2 separate regions of the Sus scrofa genome follow, and region 1 is linked to region 2. The links are chromatin contacts, called in public HiChIP or PLAC-seq maps. All regions are on one chromosome and are shown on one strand. Each heading gives the region's core, a stretch centred on a gene start, on an enhancer-like site or on the middle of the called end of the contact. The rest is flanking DNA. Distances are from core to core; before and after follow the strand shown.

Region 1 (4,107 bases), core at 830-3,329, 710 kb after region 2:
ATAAAACTGTAATTTCACTAGACAGCAAGTACTGTACAAATAAAAAATTGGGGGAGGGGGAGAAGATCCCACTGTTTACAGTAGTGTTTGTCCAGTGAGTTGCCTCACTGCTCTGTGAGCAGTAGTTTTCAAAGTCTTACAAAATCCGTAAGACCAAAAGCTTTTAACATCTAGGAGCCCACCTTAATGAGTAAGTTGGAGGTCATGTTACACTTCTGCATGATAAAGTAGATACAGGAAATGTCTCCAATTCAGTCCTGCCCTATTCAGCAAGTATTTGCTAATTATATATAATGTATGTGTCAATATACTAAAAACTTGGGATAAAATGGTTAAGTAAAGATAGGCTTGAGCCCTGCCCTCAAGAGTTTATGGTATGGCTAGAGACAAACAATAATAAACTGACAGGAGTTCCCGTCGTGGCACAGTGGTTAACGAATCCGACCAGGAACCATGAGGCTGCGGGTTCGATCCCTGGCCTTGCTCAGTAGTTTAAGGATTGCCGTGAGCTGTGGTGTGGGGTCACAGACGTGGCTCAGATCCCGCGTTGCTGTTGCTCTGGCGTAGGCCAGCGGCTATAGCTCTGATTAGACCCCTAGCCTGGGAACCTCCATATGCAGTGGGAACGGCCCTAGAAAAGGCAAAAAGACAACAACAACAACAACAACAACAATAATAAAAACTGACAACAGGAAAAAGGGGAATGCAGAAGAGACAAGCAGTACAGGATGCTATGAGAGCCTAGACAGTGGGGGACTTGATCTAATTAGAGAGGTCAGGATGGGTGTCTCTGGAAGCCATAAAAAGCCATAAAAAGCCTTCCAGGCTCCCCCTTAGCAATCATGGAAATAGCTTCTTCCTTATCATCTTGACCTTTAAGATAGTTATATTCAAAATCCTGATCTCTACAATCACTTCCATCTTTCACATCCATCTGGGAGATTCTTAGATTGATCAAAGCATGCACATGCACCTCAAGTGGATCAGTAGATTACTGGTCACTGCATCCTCCATCCACATCAACAACCTCTAGACATTTTTTCCACCATCTTTCATGGTTAACTTCACAAAAGCAAAGATCAAGGTTTAGACTCAGGAAAGATCACAGTTCTATATTCCTTCTGCACTTTCTACATACTTCAAGGGAGGATAAGGAAAACTAAGACCGGACAGTAACTTTAAAAAGACTCTTCCCACCACCCTTCCAATTTCTCCTCCTTCAAATATTACCTATTCTTACCAACTTCAATGCTACTGTGTTGCTTGGAGAGAGACGATTAGTTAAGTTTTAATTAGCTGGGTCAATGTTGTTTTGTTTTTAACAATTTGGTAAATAAAATGAAGTGCAGAGAATGATCTATAAAAACAAATTGGTTCTTTGGTCTTCCTTCAGATCCACCAAAATATGGAGAAATAAAAGCTCTGTATGTAGCCCAGGCTGGGTACTAGATTCCAACAATAAAAGGCAGTTCTCTGAAACTGCATTAGTCACACTATCACCTCAAGTTCTCTTTTATTCCCTAAATCTGCCTCCTGTTTTGTCACTTAGCCTACCCCCACACCAAGAAAAATGCAGGTACTCTGAGTCAAGCCCTGGTGTATGAAATAAAATTATAAAATGCATATGAAAGAAATAAAAACATAGAATAACTTCTGCCCCAACTCCACATTCTATAAAAACTGGATTTTCTTTCCTTTCTTATCTTTCCTTTCTTATCCAGGAACAACTTGGCCAGGGTCAGAAAACACAAAGTTTGAGGCAAGGACCTTAAACATAAAGGTTACTTGTCTGGTTTTCTCTTCCAGACTGGTACTTCTCAGGTTAAACGCTGACATGGGTCATCTGGTCACGCTCACCCACAATCCTACCCCCACCCCTTCAACAGCCCTTGCCTATTTTGCTCTTTTCCAGGGTCCAGTAAGTAATCTGAGTTAACTGGTATTCAGCTAGACTCATATCTCCTCAGCCAAAACCCAGTTGCTTTTGGAGAGAAGGGAAAGGTTGAGCTCTACTTATATTCACCTAGGACTGTCTCCTAACCCTGGCACAGAATGGTGTTGTTATAGCAAAGTTACCCTTCCCTAAGATCATGTTCTCAAGCTCTCAACAACACTACTAAGTTTCGAGGGCAGAGAAGGCCAAAGCTACAGCTTAGCTGCTCATGCATATGCATTCCCGGCAAAGCCCTTGCTCCAAATGTAGGGTAACCCTAAGAGTTATGAGGGACTCCTCTCAGGATTTAGATCTCGTTCAAAGTGCAAACTAGTGTCAGTGAATGATCATCTTAGGAACCTGGAGTGGAAAAGAAACCTTTACACTTAAGCATCCAAGCCCAACTGGTTTTGCCTGCTATCAGTAACTACAGAGCTCCAGAGATAAACTTCCAAAGATGGATGATTACACAGTTTTTAACAAAGTATCCTGTTTTGAAAAAACTCCTCTTCTATCCCTGAACCTCTGCCTAAATACATTCTAACATTAGGGACTTCAACCATTTAAAAGGCCATTATAAAATAAATGTCATTTCCTTCCTTCCTTTCCTCCCTCCTTCCTTCCTTCTTTCTTTTTTAAGGGCTGAACCTACTATATACGGAAGTTCCTAGGCTAGGGGTCAAATCAGAGCTGCAGCTGTCAGGCTATACCACAGCAATAGCAACACCAGATCAGAGCCACATCTGTGACCTAAGCCACAGCTTGCAGCAATACCAGATCCTTTACCCACTGAGCGGGGCCAGGGATTGAACCCACATCCTCAAGGATACAAGTCAGGTTCTTAAACCTCCGAGCCACAATGGGAACTTCTCATTATATTTCTTTTGATGCTCATTTCTAGTTGCTATTTTCCTTAGGGTACCCATATTGGAATATTGAAACTTCATAGGCCAGATAAACTAGCCAAAGAATCTCTAAAGACCCTTTCAATTCTAAAACTATGATTTACGAAAGCACAGTACAAATATCTTACTTCACTAATTTTTGTTCCCACTTATTATGGTGGTATGTCCAGAATGGTGGAAATGTGATTGAAATTGCTATAAATCAATCATTAAAAATACACAATCCCTTCAACAAGTTTACAGCTGGAAATTTTAAAATAATTATAATAACCATTCATCTCTCTCATATTTTCCTTCTGCCTGAGCCTTTATTTCTAAGTCCCCTCTCCTAACTAGTGTTAAGGAAACACTGGTGCAAATATACAAGCAAGAGACACGTGGGCAGCCTCTTTCTTCAAGTATCTGTGGAAATCTGAGGATTCCAACCAAACAAACATGAGTATAAATTTCTGTAGTAGTCAGGTTAGACAGTGTTACAGCAACAATCCCCAAATCTCAGAGACTTAACAAACCCCTAAGTCTTGCTCATGCAGCAAGTTCATCATAGCTATTATCCAAACTCTTGAAGTACTTAGCATCTCTATCATTGCCACTCAATGTTCCAGCCAGAGTGGGAACATCTCACTGGTGCCTGAACCTTCATCCAAAAATGATACACTCACTTCTACTCACATTTTACTGACCAAAGCAGATCACATGGCCATACTTACTTCAAGGCATCAGGGAAATGCAATCCCAACATGGCCCAGAAGCAGAGAAAATCTAGATGTTGTTAACAGCTGTCACTAACATAGCTTCAATTCTTCTATCCATCCACTACCTTTTTATTCAACAAAACTTTGCATGCTTACCAAATGTCAAGCACTGTTTTAGGCATGAAGGTAGAGAAGGGGTCAAAATAACTTAAAAAAAATATCTGGTCTCATGGAGCACATACTCTTAGAATATTGCAGCAGATTCCTCCCTGTGCCATTAAGTTTTCTTTCTCTTCTCTTTTCAAATAGCACTCTTGCCTTTTGCCATCCATCCCCAATCTCATCTCTAACTTCAAATCCTCTAATCTTCCTTTTCTAGAACATCACTCTCTTCCCCTTTGTTATAGCTCTGTTAAAATAAAAGGTCTGGAGTTCCAGTCACGGTGCAGAGCAAACAAATCCAACTAACAACCACGAGGCCTTGCTCAGTGGGTTAAGGATCTGGCGTTGCCATGAGCTGTTGTGTATGTCGCAGACGTGGCTTGGATCCTGCGCTGCTGTGGCTGTGGCGTAG
Region 2 (3,844 bases), core at 773-3,272:
GCTTTGTAGTATTCACTGAAGTCTGGGAGAGTTATGCATCCTGCTTTGGTTTTTTTTCCTCAAGATTGCTTTGGTAATTCTGGGTCTTTTATGGTTCCATATAAATTTTTGGATTATTTGTTCTAGTTCTGTGAAAAATGTCATGGGTAATTTAATAGAGATCACATTAAATCTATAGATTTGCTTTGTGTAGTATGGCCATTTTAACAATATTAATTCTTCCACGAGCATGGGATATCTTTCCATTTCTTTGAATCCTCTTTAATTTCCTTGATTAATGTTTCATAGTTCTCAGTATATAGATCTTTCATCAGTTTGGTCACGTTTATTCCTAGGTGTTTAATTTTTTTGATGTGATTTTAAAAGGTATTTTTTTAATATGCCTTTTGTAATATTTCATTGTTAGAAATGAAACCAATTTCTGCATGTTAATCTTGTATCCTGCTACTTTGCTGAATTCATTGATCAGTTTGAATAGTTATGTGTGAAGTCCTTAGGGTTTCTATATACGGTAACATGTCATCTTCTATATGGTAACAATTTTACCTCTTCCAATTTGGAAACCTTTGATTTCTTTTTTCTTTCTTTCTTTTTTTTTTGGTCTGACTTCTGTGGCTAGGACTTCCAATACCATGTTGAATAAAAGTGATAAGAATGGGCATCCTTTTTTTGTTCTAGGTTTTAGTGGGAAGGCTTTCAGCTTTTCTCCATTGAATATTATATTGGCTGTGGGTTGTCATAAATGGCTTTGATTATGTTGAGATATGTTCCCTCTATACCCACTTTGGTAGTATTTTATCATAAATGGATGTTGGATTTGAGAGTTATGTTTTTAAATTTATTAAATCTCACTGAATTGAAATAAAATACTGTAAAATAACCAAGGAGTAGGCAAAAGCTTGTATAAATGGCCACCAGTTTATATACATCTACTTAATAAATGATCCACTCACAAACATTTGCTGGTAGCGCTTTGCTCTCCATCCACCATGCTGAATTTGTTCCTGTTGCTTTTTCTTTGAAAAAGAGAGAGATTAAATTGATTGGTGAACTTCAGATTTATGAGTATAAGTAAGATAAACACTCAAAGGATTTAGGGTTTAGATTTGGGGTCCATTCTGTTACTTATAGGTTCTATGACTTGGGTCTTCCAAACCTGTTTTCTCATCTGTAAAATGTCCTGGGCTCAAAGTGTTGCTTCTGAGTTTCAGGTAAGACAATGTGCCAAAAACTTTATATGAGGTATGAAATCCTGTATATGTTGACTGGTTTTCCCAATGGACAGGATCATCTGTATAGGTGAGGAAAGGCCAGGTGCTCTCAAGCATATCTTAGGTGGGGTCACTGTCTAAAAATATCTGTTCACACCGTGCCTGGTTTTTGCTGTTTTGAAAGTTTCTCCTTGTTATCCTGACTGAAAGTACACTCACTAGAGATACCACTTAGATTAATAAATGCATATTTAATTACAAATTTTTGAGGAGTATTGAAATGATGGTCATATTTTGTTATAAAATTAGCTCAACTAGATCCTTTTCAGCAATATGCCATAAAGGAAGATTTAAGACCCTAAGGCTTTAAGGTCAAACCTAGATCATAATTCTAACTTTAGCACTTGTCAGCAAAATGACCTTGAGCAAATTACATAACCAGTCAGAACTTCAATTCTTTTTATTTTAATACCATCAACTTTAAGGATTGTGGGAGAGATGAACTGAGAATTTGTGGCTTAGTACCTAGTATGTGCCTGGCACAGGATAGGGATTGTGAAGTGTTTTACTTGCAAGGATATGCAACTTAGATCAGCTGCGCATAGGAAATGTGTGTTTGGGTGCTGTATAGTGAAAGCTAGTTATAAAAGGCATAGGATCAATAGACCGTTATTGTTTGTTGCTTTGATCTTTGTATTCTGGAGTATACAATTAGAGGAATTGAAAACCAGCACTGAAGTACACACCTGTAATGTGCATGCAAGGGAGATGGAAAGTAGGTAATTGGAGCACACTACCTATTTCTGGGTGATCATACACCATTAGGAGCATTTAGAACAGTGTTAGGGCAAAGAGGTTGGGGTGGGAGTGAACACTAGAAGGAGGCTGATAGAAATTATTAGAATGGTCAAATGGTGCCCCAAATTGCTTTTTTCTTAATTTCAGAATATTACCTAGGATTGATTCAGTGCTTGGAGCATGGCCCTTCTACTTCTGTGACCCTGAATGTAGACTTGTTCCATGATGCTACAAGTAAGGGCCTAATTATTATAGGTCAAGAAAACTTTGGTAGGCTAGCCAGGGTATCTAGTCATAACTTATTATTTGTAATTATTTTTTGTTTATTTCTTTGTATATACAAATAATGATATTTATTCAAAGTATGACCATTATTTGGACTTTAAAACTTAACCTTTTTGAGAGTATAAGCAGTTTATAATTAGAAATTAACATTTTGCGATCCGGCGTTGCCGTGAGCTGTGGTGTAGGTTGCAGATGCGGCTCGGATCCCGCGTTGCTGTGGCTCTGGCGTAGGCTGGTGGCTATGGCTCCGATTCGACCCCTAGCCTGGGAACCTCCATATGCTGCAGGGGCGGCCCAAGAAATAGCAAAAAGGCAAAAAGGCAAAAAAAAAAAAAATTAACATTTTAAATTAATATGAATTTTTTATTTTTTATTTTCCCACTTTTAAACTTACATATTCTTTTTTTTTTTTCTGCTTTTTAGGGCTGTGCTTGTGACATATGGGAATTTTCAGGCTAGGGGTCCAATTGGAGCTACAGCTGCCACCTTAAGCCACAGCCAAAGCAACATGGGATCCAAGCCACGTCTTTGACCTACACCACAGCTCACGGCAATGCCAGGTTCCTGACCCACTGATCAAGGCCAGGGATGGAATCCAAGTCCTCATGCATACTGGTCGAATTCATTTCCGCTGTACCACAATGGGAACTCCCTAAACTTATATATTCTTTTTTTTTTTTTTTTCTTTTTTGCCTTTTCTAGGGCTGCACCGGTGGCACATGGAGGTTATCAGGCTAGGGGTCGAATCGGAACTGCAGCCACCGGCCTATGCCAGAGCCATAGCAACGCGGGATCCGAGCCGCGTTGGCAACCTACACCATAGCTCACAGCAATGCGGGATCCTTAACCCACTGAGCAAGGGCAGGGATCGAACCCACAACCTCATGGTTCCTAGTCAGATTCGTTAACCGCTGAGCCATGACGGGAACTCCTAAACTTATGTATTCTTGAATGGAATTAAATTTGTTTACAATAGGTAAAATCAGGCCATTTATAAAACTTTATCCTGCTCTCTAGAGAATTCTTTTACATTTTTTAACCAAATCAGCCATTTTTTGGTAAAAAGATATTAAGATTTGTTGCATTATCTAGTGAGTCTTTTCTACTTAGATTTATAATGGTAAGAGAATATGTAACTTTAGCACTAAATATTGGCAAATTGCTTTTAAGGCTTTGATCTTAAAAACAACTTTAGGTTAAAGCTCTATATTATGTTTGGTATACTTCACAATATTTTGACATACAAAAAACTTTTTTTTTTTTTCTTTCTAGGGCCATACCCATGGCAAATGGAATTTCCCAGGCTAGGGGTTGAATTGGAGCTGCAGCTGCTGGCCTACACCACAGCCATGGCAATGTGGGATCCTAGCCATATCTGCAACCTACATCACAGCTCATGGCAAGACTGGAACCTTAACCCACTGAGAGAGGCCAGGGATTGAACCTGCATCCTCATGAATACTAGTTTGAGCCACAACAGGAACTCCCCAGAAACTTTTTTTTTTTTTTTTGTCTTTTTAGGGCTACATCTGTGGTATATGGAGGTTCCC

The links. HiChIP or PLAC-seq counts read pairs in DNA pulled down with a chosen protein or histone mark.
Region 1: an H3K27ac HiChIP or PLAC-seq map of skeletal muscle shows a contact between it and region 2, with 3 times the contacts expected there. The contact joins two enhancer-like sites. A contact is called at or near these places in 1 of 47 Hi-C or Micro-C datasets (skeletal muscle) and 2 of 2 datasets of contacts at active chromatin or transcription factors (alveolar macrophages and skeletal muscle).

The regions. Positions count from the first base shown.
Region 1 is chr1:119,743,967-119,748,073 of Sscrofa11.1, forward strand. All of the region lies in intron 1 of MAPK6 (mitogen-activated protein kinase 6), which reads right to left. Among named protein-coding and RNA genes, the nearest start is that of MAPK6, 25 kb to the right of the region's middle. Within about 2 kb of position 2,080, at least 6 of the 83 cell types and tissues checked have an H3K27ac peak or open chromatin away from gene starts, as enhancers often do. A contact at or near this core is called in skeletal muscle, where this site is marked.
Region 2 is chr1:119,034,784-119,038,627 of Sscrofa11.1, forward strand. All of the region lies in intron 2 of FAM214A (protein FAM214A), which reads left to right. Among named protein-coding and RNA genes, the nearest start is that of FAM214A, 43 kb to the left of the region's middle. Within about 2 kb of position 2,023, at least 1 of the 83 cell types and tissues checked has an H3K27ac peak or open chromatin away from gene starts, as enhancers often do. A contact at or near this core is called in skeletal muscle, where this site is marked.